Regions from separate parts of the Mus musculus genome. Here all the other regions are linked to region 1. A link is a contact called in public Hi-C data. All regions are on one chromosome and are shown on one strand. The core of a region is the stretch at or near the end of the contact, and the rest is flanking DNA. Distances in the headings are between cores, read along the strand shown.

Region 1 (3,496 bases), core at 544-3,043:
CATGGAAGGAGTTACAGAGACAATGTTTGGAGCTGTGATGAAAGGATGGACCATCTAGAGACTGCCATATCTGGGGATCCATCCCGTAATCAGCTTTCAAAGGCTGACACCATTGCACACACTAGCAAGATTTTGCTGAAAGGACCCAGATAGAGCTCTCTCTTGTGAGACTATGCCGGGGCCTAGCAAACACAGAAGTGGATGCTCCCAGTCAGCTATTGGATGGATCACAGGGCACCAATGTAGGAGCTAGAGAAAGAACCCAAGGAGCTAGAGGGATCTGCAACCCTATAGGTGAAACAACATTATGAACTAACCAGTACCCCTGAGCTCTTGACTCTAGCTACATATGTATCAAAAGATGGCCTAATCAGCTATCACTGGAAAGAGAGGCCCATTGGACTTGCAAACTTTATATGCCCCAGTACAGGGAAATGCCATGGCCAAAATGTGGGAGTGGGTGGGTAGGGGAGTGGGGGGGTATGGGGGACTTTTGGGATAGCATTGGAAATGTAAATGAGGAAAATACCTAATAAAATATTTTATTTTAAATTTTATTGTGTGTGTGTGTGTGTGTGTGTGTGTGTGTATACAAGTGGTGGAAGGTGAGGAATGAGTCACAGTATATTAGTGACTTTCCATCTCTGTAGTTAAAAACCCAAGAAAGTCAATCTAGAGCAAGAAGGGTTTATTTTGTTGGGGAGGGAGTATCTTTCACAAGTTACTCGGTCATCTGCAATAAGGGAAACATCCCCTTTGACACCTGATGGCATGAACGGTGACACTGATACAGTTAGATTCTGAGTCGCTTCTTTGACAAATGTATGCTGAGCAGTTCTGCGAAAACCACAGAGATAAGAAAATCAAAGATGCTGCCTCTGCCTCCAGGTGCTCACACTCAGTGATCCACAGCAGCGGAGACACAGCATCAAGAGCCACTGAGCAGTAAGCAGCTCATAGCATTAAGCTTGCTCATTCTGTGCTGCAGAAAACGTCCCAATCTCGAAGCTCAGATGGGTGAAGACAGAGCCCATCTTTTCTGTAGCTGAACTTCTCAAGTTCACTCTCAAGCATCCGCCTTTTACCCTGGAAACCCGAATTAGAGGAAAGGTAGTCACTTTGTATTCTAAATGCAGGCTTTGGGGTCGAGTTTCTCTCTCTTTCTCACGATTCTTGCTATTCTGGTTGAATGTTCCTGAGGTGAAGTGCCAGGAGAAGCATCACTTCTGCCATCCCATGCCCCTCTGCTCTCTCTGTGCTCTTTCCTATGGTTCTACAGCAGCTCCTGGTGTTCTCAAGGATTCGGTCCATGCTCTCAACACCCCGGCACAGGGTGCTGTTTCCCACCACAACATCTGTGCTTTCCCCGCTGAAGCTCAAGGGCCTCTACCTACTTCCCCAGCACCACAAGGCTTTGAGAATGGTCTACCAGGTGGTCTTCACTCATGCAATCCTCTCAGCCATTTCTCCTCTCTGGCTGGATGCCATGTTATATTAGTAGCTTCCATAGAAGACATAAGAGGTTTCTATTCTGTCTGGAATCCTACCAGATTTATCAACGGGTCCTTCCTCATGCTGGACCACATGTATTCTGCTCACATATGGTCGATATGCACAAGCCAGATGTTCTTCCCCAAACAAACCAGAATCTCTCTGTGAAAGCCCAGCCCATCTGTGGTCTGGCTGCCGGTGAAAATTAATCAGCATGTTTGGCAGTATAGGCAGTAACGGCCCAAGTCCAGGAGTGACTCATCAGCAAAGCCCTGCAGCTTGAATCAGCATGAATTAGGATTCTGTGTCCATGTTCGTCAGGAAGGCTGATCAGTTGTTGGCATTGAGCAGAAGACTCGTGCATTGATTAGAGCTGCCAATGCTAAGAGTAAATTAAGCATGTCTGAGTGTCACCAGTGAGTTTGAATTTCAAGTTCCCTGAAAGCCTAGTATGCCTAAAACTAGAAGTTTTCTCGATTGCAGATTGAAAGAGCTAGACAGTTGGTTGATCTCAAAGTTCCCTTCCAGCTGGGGAGTGTTCGCTTCCACATCAGGAAGTTAAACAGAATCTTAATTCATCTCTCTATGACTTAATTTTTCTGCGCCAGGAGGGAACAGCAGCCCCCGCATGGTATTTAAGAAAAAATATGTTGATAATGCATCTATAAGTAGTTATATATAATAAATGTGGGTCCAAAGGATACCTTCCTTAATAAGCAAGTGAGGATTTATGGGCTCACTTTCACTCACATTGGGGCCATTATTTATCGCATATCAATGGTCTTTCTGCCCAGCAGACAGCTCTATGTCTATTAACCACTGTTTAAATGGCATCTTTAGGATTTGGGGTGAGCCACTAGCCTCCAAGCTCATTTGAAATTTTTCCATTGCTCATGATAATCTGATTTATGTCACAGGGATTGAATGAGTCATTCAGAGTCATGTTTTGATTCCCACTGGGATCCAACACAACTGAGGACACTTTGTGCATCCAACAAGGATCTCCATGAATGACCCGATTTTCATGATGGAGACAGGCTTGCCCATGAGGATGATGGTTTGTTAAAGGACTTTGACTCTGTGAGCAGACATCCTCTCCTAGTATCTGTGGTGTTGGGGCCCGTCACTTCAACGTTTGGGATCTTGCTTTTGTATGTCTGCTGAGTGAGGGTGGATATTCTGAACCTTTTGGTGGTTTCCAGAATTTGTTGTAGTTTTGCCTGTGAAGGACTTAGCATTCTGCCCTGCAAGAGGTGTTCTATATCTCTTGGTTTCTGTTATAATTACTATACCATACCTGAAGCTTTCATTGAGAAGGGCTACACAAAGAAGACAAAAGTCATTTTTGTAAGGAACCACATGTTAAGGTCAGCTCTGAGGTCCTGGAGTTTATGTTTGAAACCAAGAGCCAGGAAAATAGGAATGGTGGTTTATGACTTCATTTATCTTTAGGCAGAAGGACTTTAGAGGAACTTGGGGCACACTTTTCTGGGGACCGCCTTGGTCAGTCCTCTTGTTTCCCTCGTTGGCTAGCTCTGGGCATGGCACGGCTTGAGTAAGGACTTGTGAATGGTTTTTACATCTGTCAGCTCAAACCCCTTTGTACTCAAGGCAACGTCCCTGCTATCCAGATTTGGCTCCCTTCTGGTGTTCAGACCTCTGTTATTTTCTCTGTTGTCCAAATGCCCTCCACAGAAGGTTCCAGGCTCTCCAAGCCCAGAGAGAAAGTTTCTGGGGGGTGAGGGGGAAGCAGTTTTCCCAGCACTCAGATGTTGATGGATTATCACACGTAAGCTTTTCATTCACCTATGCTGGGCAGACTTTCCTCTCCCACGGTGGGGTGGGGGCGGGGGGGGGGGTGGTGGCAATCTGCACATGCACTGATGCTGATGATGTATAATTACCGTCGCTCCTGCACATCTGGCCTAATGGCTGCAGGGTTCCATGATGATCCACATATTTTACCCAGTTCTTTACATGAATGATCCCATTCTGCTCCTGGCAG
Region 2 (3,496 bases), core at 638-3,137, 370 kb before region 1:
TTCCTCCATCCAAAAACTATTGTAGGTTCAGTGGAAATTTCAAGCTTGCCTGTCTCAGCATCTTTCTTACCTTACCCCTAAGGATGGCATCTCTCTTGGCTACATCTTTGGTTTATCTGGAGATCCTTGATTAATTTGAACAAGAGCTACCTTGGGTTATGCAGTTTATGCCTCCAGTGTCCCAGAGACCGGCATTTGAGAGATCCCTGATAGCAAACCCATAGGGTGGCCTTTTTTTCATCCACCCCATTCTCCCTCCCACCTCCCTCTTTTGACCTTGAGTCCTCACCAGAGAGAAACCAGGCCCACTTAATTAGTTCTACATGTGTACACTACATGGGTGCAGTGCCCAAGCAGGAGAGGTGTTAGATTCCCTTTTAACTATAGTTAATAGACAGTTTTTAAGCCCCAGTGGATGCTGGGAAGCAAACCTACATCCTCTAGAAGAGCAGCTATTTCTCTGAGCCATTTCTCCAGCACCATTTTCCCCTCTTTTAAAAGCAGGTCTTGCAGTGTGGCCTAGTCTGGCCCCCTGAGGTGTTTGCATTGCATGGCAGGCATGTCCACAGGAACACCATAGTTCTCACCACTCGTACAGCACAGCAAGTGGGGTGCCGCAGGGGATTATCACTTGAGTATAAAATAAGGGTTGCTTTAGATTGAATAGGATAACCACGCGTTCTCAGAACAATCAAGGAAGGCTGGGGTGAGCCAGCACCGACCTTAATTGTTTACTTAGTAAACTACTAAATGTATGCACGTGTAAGCTTTTGCCTTGATTGAGGTCAAGCTGTCGAGAAATGGTTCTCTTTACAGTGGATCCAGTCAGGATTGGCAGCAAGCACCTTTGCCTGCTGAGCCTACATGTTGTATAGAATGGCAACGTTGTGTAGAATGGCAGTACATTAAATGGGTTTTTCATTTACGAAGTGTGCTGGCTGGTTTTGTGTCAACTTGACACAAGCTGGAGTTCAGTTGAGGAAATGCCTCCATGAGATTCAGCAGTTTTCTCAGTGATGGGGGGATGGGGGCTAGCCCCTTGTGGGTGGTGCCATCTCTGGGCTGGTAATTCTGGGTTCTGTAAGCAAGCTGAACAAGCCAGGGGAAGCAAGCCAGTAACATTCCTCCATGGCCTCTGCATCAGCTCCTGCTTCCTGACCTGCTTGAGTTCCAGCCCTGACTTCCTTGGGGATGAACAGCAGTGTGGAAGTGTTAACTGAATAAACCCTTTCCTCCCCAACTTGCTTCGTGGTCATGTTTTGTGTAGGAATAGAAACTCTGACTTAAGACATAATGGTTTTGAGATTATGGTTTTATTTATGACTATGGTGAGCCCTACTGAAGAAGCCTCAGCATTCAGATCTATCGTATCCTGCCAGTTGCTTGAAGCATGAATTTGAGTGTCCCTTCTAAATAGGTTTTCATTTCTGTGAAATGGGTACAAAGAGGCTATGTTCTAGTACTGTGGTCAGGCTTGGGATAAACTGTAAAATGAAAGTGGTGCTTGGCATAACACTATTTTACTTGTTTTTAATCCTGAGAGGGAGTCTGAATGCTTCTGGGAAGAAGATGTGGAGTCCGGACTGACCTGTCCTGACTATAGTATGTCTGCAGTCCTAATAACAGCCCCTGGGGGGTTCTTCACTCTTCTCAGCTTTTGTACTCAGAGTGATGGGGGCTAGTGAGGCTGCCATGTGGGAAATCTAATAACCAGGGGTATTGGGAAAATTGAGATCCTTTTCTGTAGATGATGAATGAGGGCAAAGAGAAGCAGTAAGTATTTGGGGCCTGAAGCAGAGAGATGAGGGGAAGGGAAGTTATAATGGAAGTCTTGAGTCAGCTGACAGGAATCATGAGTCAGCAGAAACCTGAGTGACCAGGAGTTGTGAGTCAGCAGAAAGTATAGATAGCAAAGATGATGAGTCACCATCATTCTTGGTGAATCAGGGCTGAACTGTTGTTACTGAAATTCCTTTTTGGGTTCTTGGTCTTATCAATGAGATAATTTAGGGGCTGGGACAATGGCTAGGTTGTTAAGAGCACTTGCTGCTCCTGAGTGGATTCAGGTTCGGTCCCCAGCACCTCCGTCGGGCTGCTCACACTAGCCTATGACTTGGGCTCCGGGGAGTCTGACACCCTCCTCTGGCCTTCAAGTGTGCTTGTACACGCCTGGGGGTGGGGTGGGGGGAGATGGAGTAATGAAATGAAATTTCTGATTTTTTAAGTCTTTGAAAGTAAAATACAATTATGTTGGCCTCTCTCCCTGTCCTTTTCATTCAACCTCTCCTATGTGCTCTCCTCTTACTCAATTTCTCGAATTTATGGCCTCTCTTTGTGCGAACATGTGTGTGTGAATAAAATAAAGCATTTTTTTTAAAACCTCTTGTCTGAATGGCTTCTGAATTGGTGACCTTTTGAATAAGCTTGCCTGGTTTCTACCTGATCACACTATGGTGTGGTGAGCAGCTGGACTTGCAACAAACAAAACATTGGTTTCTTGCTCCTTCAAGACTGCTGGGCACTGGCCATGTCACACCTCTGGGTCTGTCACCTTGCCTGACTGCTGCTTAAAGCCACTCAGCACACACACACTCCCAGCTGTGCACACAGTCGAAGGAGGCTGACCCTTGTACGCAGCAATTTTCATTTGGGACAGGTTGCTAGAAACCTTGATAATCTCAGAGTGTCACTGCCTGGGCTCTTCTAAGCTGTCCTGGCCTAGTATTCTCCAAGGTCAATTTCTTCAGCAATTTCTTTGTTCTGAAGGTTTCCTAATTAGCTTCTTACAGCTGTCTTTCTTGCTTAAGTAATAGTCTTAACTGTGGGTGTGTGGGGAAGCCTTGTGTATGGTTGAACCTTCTGGCATAGGCTATAGTTGCACAGTGTGAAGTCTGGAGAGAGGAGAGGGGAAGCCCTGGGTGTGTGATGAATGGGGATGCAAACTCGCACGTGGAGACTCATGGTGGCTCCCTCCTGTCTCCATGGATAACCAGATATGTACACTGCTCACTTACTCCAAGATCTGCATATCTGAACTAGCCCAATCCTTTCATCCTTTCAAAACTGATTTCAAAACCACGCCCAAGACAACTTCCACCTGGTGCCACATGGCATGGGCAAGGTATAGCACTTCTGAGACCATTCCTAAGAGGACCCCAGACACCCAGAGACTGGGCACCACTAGGATGACCAAGTGGTAGAGAGATGGAAGAGAAAGAAACAGAAGAATGTGCACAATGAAGAGAGGCAGAACTAGAGAATCAAGGAGCCTGATTTGAGTACCACCTAAGGCCGTAGTGAGGTCCTGGTCTTTAGGTCCTTTGTTACCACCAAAGGCTAGTCAGATGTCCCTGGTCTGGGCTGCTGCCCTGTCATTGTATGAGGATTGTGCAGAGCTGGCCCCATCCCTTGCCTCCCAGCCCTAGGAGAGCTAGCCATGAAGGTGGAGAGTAGGAGAGCTCACCCTATCCACCCCTAGCCGGCTGCAGGTCCTACA
Region 3 (3,496 bases), core at 535-3,034, 330 kb after region 1:
TGAAGATTGTTGCAAAGCTATCGATGCCACCAATGTCTCATTTTGCTGGGCGCACGCATCCCATACTGAGGCACACCCCAGACTTCAAGGAGACATCCCAGCATGCTCACATCTGCACAGAAGGATCTTCCCAGAAACCACCTCGCTCCATACTCATTCATTCCCATTCATCCAGGCAGCAGCCAAGGAGATCTGTGCAGTGACTGATGTACTTCACTTTAGGCCTGAGGTGTGGGACAAAGAGGAACGCAGACTACTCGTCATGTGTGAAAATGGGAAATTCATAAAGAAAAGTGAGAAGAGAAAGAATAAGGTAAAAGATCTGCTTAGAGATGCTACATAAGCCTGTTGCCTTTGACTCAAGGGATGCACTTTTTTTAGAAGTGCATGAGTGTGTGTACGCACGTACACTCAAGTGAGTGCATGTGTGCAAGCATAGGCACACCCACCAGAGACCCTCCTATCTCCTCCCCCAGCCCCGGGATTACCAACGTCTGCCACCTCTTCCTTTTTTCACATGGGTTCTAGGACTTGAACTCAGGTCCTCATGCTCCCTTCCCCTCAACTATTTAACAGACATTAGCAGCTCTGACTACATACAATAGATGCACGGTCACTAAGGAAGATAAAAGGCGGGGATACGGGAGGCCCCGTGGGACACACAGTAGGCACTCAGTGGTGCATGGTTGCACACTCATGACACACCAACCCAACTCTGCTGCTCATTCCCTCTCACACAGCTGGACAGGCCATTGGAGGAGCAAGGGAGAGTTGGCACATGCCAAGTGAATGAGGCAACGCTGTGCCATGTGGAAGCAACATCCTCCCGAGTATGCTTTCGAGCCTCCTGGGATCTGTCCTGGAGACGCTCCAATCACACACTTCACACAGATTACTCCAGATAGGGCAGAAATGCAAGTGAAATGACTCACAGGAGTCAGGCTCTGCACCCAGGTAAAGAGAAGGCATACCCTCTGTCCTTCTAGAACCTTCTCTGTCCAAAGCAAACTCCCTTCCCCAGCCCTGTGCTTCAGTGCCTCACCACTGACTCCTACCACACGAGTGAGGTTTTTCCGAAGACAGAGGCAGCTGCTGTAAAACTAGACACCCCTGTGACGGGGCCCGCTGAGCTATTTCAGGCTCCCTCCCTGTCTGAAGGCGGCTGTGGTTTTGGTTACATCTAAGTTTGGCCTCAGAGATTGGGGAGGAAAAGGCCCCGGAGGAGCAAAACAAATCTCAGAGTATTTACTAGTGTATCCAACCCATCCTATGAAGCATCCTTACAAAGCTCTTGCTAGGTGCTGGCGAGATCCAGCAACTGGCAAAAGAAATTCAGTATGTTAAAATACCCAGTGGCAAGCTGGGGACACGCCTGAGCACAGAGGTCTAAGTTAAATCCCCAGAACCCACAAAGGGGAAAAAAAAGCCAGGTGTGGTATCGTGTGCTTGAAAGGCCAGCACTGGGGAGGCAAAAAGAGAAGCACCTCGGGACTTGCTAGCCAGCCTAGCTGGCCGACTTGGCATTCCCTGGTCAGGTAGAGACCCTGTCTTGATAAAACTTGGTGAACAGTGCCTGAGGAACGAGAGTTGAAGGTGTCTTCTGGCCTCTGCATGCAGGCACACAACTCGGTGTGTTCACCTGCCTACACACAGATGCCAACGGCTTCTCCAGGGCTCAGGCCTCCGATGATTCTTCTGTGACTTTTCCTCCTTGCATGCACCCACGAGCAGCTGAGGACAGATGCATAGATACTAACTGATCTACTACAGGATGTGCACATCATAGACTGCATTGTTCCCTTCCTCCTGAAGACATCCATCCGCCTGATGGGGCACACACCCTCCGCATCTCAGATAGGTGAAGTGACCTGCCTGGAGTCACAGAGGCAGGGAAGAGGCAGATGGAATCAAATCCCAGTACTGTCTGCCTCTAGATCAGTGAGTGTTTCTCAATCTTCCTAATGCTGTGACCATTTAGTACTGTCCCACTATAAAATCACTTTCGGTGCTATTTTAGAACTGTAATTTTGTTACCATTATGAAACATAACGTCAACATCTGATACGTAGGATACCTGATATACAACCCCGGTGAAAGGTAGATGCTCCCCTCGGGGGTTCCAGACCCACAGGTTGAAAGCCACTGCTCTAGAGCCTCACAGACATTATTACCCTAACTTCCTCGGTTTGCTTGGGGCTCTGATTGACACCACCAGTTGCTGAGCCCCACAGTTAGCACACAGTAGGGATGGTGTCAGCGTTTGCTAAAATTGGGTTTGATCTTGTTATTTAAAGCTCCCGTGATCACAATCAGCTTTTAAGCTATGGGTGAAGAATGAGGTCACTCTATAAAAAACGGAAAGCAGAAATGAACCCCAGAGGTGGTGGGGGGGGAGGTTCCTGGAGTTAGGGATAGCAATGAATTTCCAAACAACCACATGGCCTCCATGCTCTGTAGGTAATGAGATGCACAGAGAACTGGGAAGGAGCCCAGAAATCCAATTTCAGTTCAGCAACACCTGATGTTCGTTATGAAAACCTGAGTGTCTATGACACTCACTACACCGAGGACAGGGAGTCACACAGCTCAGGTCACAGCGGGAGGAGTGAAGCCTTAGTCAGTCTACTTTGTAAAACCCAGAGAACTGTCCAGGAAGCCATGAATGCAGAAACTCTGACAACGATGGTGGGAACAGTTAATCTTGTCTGCTCCTTGGAGGGGGACCCCTGGCAAATGGTCTCTGTGCTTCTGCCCATTAAATTCTGGGAGGATCTTTTGGTACAGACAACATACAGGACCCATTTTACAGACAGGAAAACTGAGAGCAGGCAATCTCTGCACTCAGGCCCATCTTCGCATAATTTCAGTGGTCAGGTGACACATGTAACATTTTGCACAAAGAACTCCAAAGACTATGCCAAGGCAGAAGAAGAAAAGAGAGAAGAAGAAGAAGAAGAAGAAGAAGAAGAAGAAGAAGAAGAAGAAGAAGAAGAAGAAGAAGAAGAAGAAGAAGAAGAAGAAGAAGAAATGCTTGCCAAAATTCTAACTTCTCAGACACAGAGGCAAGAGCTCTGGAGACATCTGGGCCAGTGTGGGGAGCTAGCCGCCTGCTTTTTGCTAGCATGGTATTCCCCTAGGGTTAATCTCCCACATGTGGCCACAGAAACCCACTTCCAAACCCAGCATCCTTCTCCTACAATCTTATTTGACTCCACAAAAACCAGAAGGCATCTGGGGACAGGAGATTTTTATCTCAGCCAAGTGCTTTTGGAGCTGTGCCAGGAAAGTGTCCCATGAGGAGCCAGTGAGCACGATGTCACCTACATGTGTATTTGGAGTGTAGTGATATCCACATCCAAGGCGGCACCACTTCCCTCTTGGAGCAGCGCCCCAAGACACATCACCAGCCCAAGCAAACTGCCTGAGAAGGATCTCATGAAAAAAGAGCACGCATGGGAAAGAATGCCTCATAGCCTGTTCACATCTACCATCTCTA

Evidence for each region. A called contact is a pair of places that touch in the nucleus more often than the background predicts.
Region 2: a Hi-C map of adipose-derived mesenchymal stem cells shows a contact between it and region 1, with 4 times the contacts expected there. The contact joins two enhancer-like sites. A contact is called at or near these places in 5 of 484 Hi-C or Micro-C datasets (the 3T3-L1 cell line, adipose-derived mesenchymal stem cells, cortical neurons and 2 more).
Region 3: a contact with region 1 is called in a Hi-C map of adipose-derived mesenchymal stem cells, with 2.0 times the contacts expected there. The contact joins two enhancer-like sites.

Annotation. Positions count from the first base shown.
Region 1 is chr7:117,738,103-117,741,598 of GRCm38.p6, reverse strand. All of the region lies in intron 2 of Gm34762 (a long non-coding RNA gene), which reads left to right. Among named protein-coding and RNA genes, the nearest start is that of Gm34762, 19 kb to the left of the region's middle. Within about 2 kb of position 1,793, at least 44 of the 459 cell types and tissues checked have an H3K27ac peak or open chromatin away from gene starts, as enhancers often do. A contact at or near this core is called in adipose-derived mesenchymal stem cells, where this site is marked.
Region 2 is chr7:118,103,257-118,106,752 of GRCm38.p6, reverse strand. It overlaps Rps15a (ribosomal protein S15A), which reads left to right. Exons shown (of 5, transcript NM_170669.2): 5 at 1-2,379. Among named protein-coding and RNA genes, the nearest start is that of Rps15a, 11 kb to the left of the region's middle. Within about 2 kb of position 1,887, at least 106 of the 459 cell types and tissues checked have an H3K27ac peak or open chromatin away from gene starts, as enhancers often do. A contact at or near this core is called in adipose-derived mesenchymal stem cells, where this site is marked.
Region 3 is chr7:117,412,464-117,415,959 of GRCm38.p6, reverse strand. All of the region lies in intron 1 of Xylt1 (xylosyltransferase 1), which reads right to left. Among named protein-coding and RNA genes, the nearest start is that of Xylt1, 33 kb to the right of the region's middle. Within about 2 kb of position 1,784, at least 79 of the 459 cell types and tissues checked have an H3K27ac peak or open chromatin away from gene starts, as enhancers often do. A contact at or near this core is called in adipose-derived mesenchymal stem cells, where this site is marked.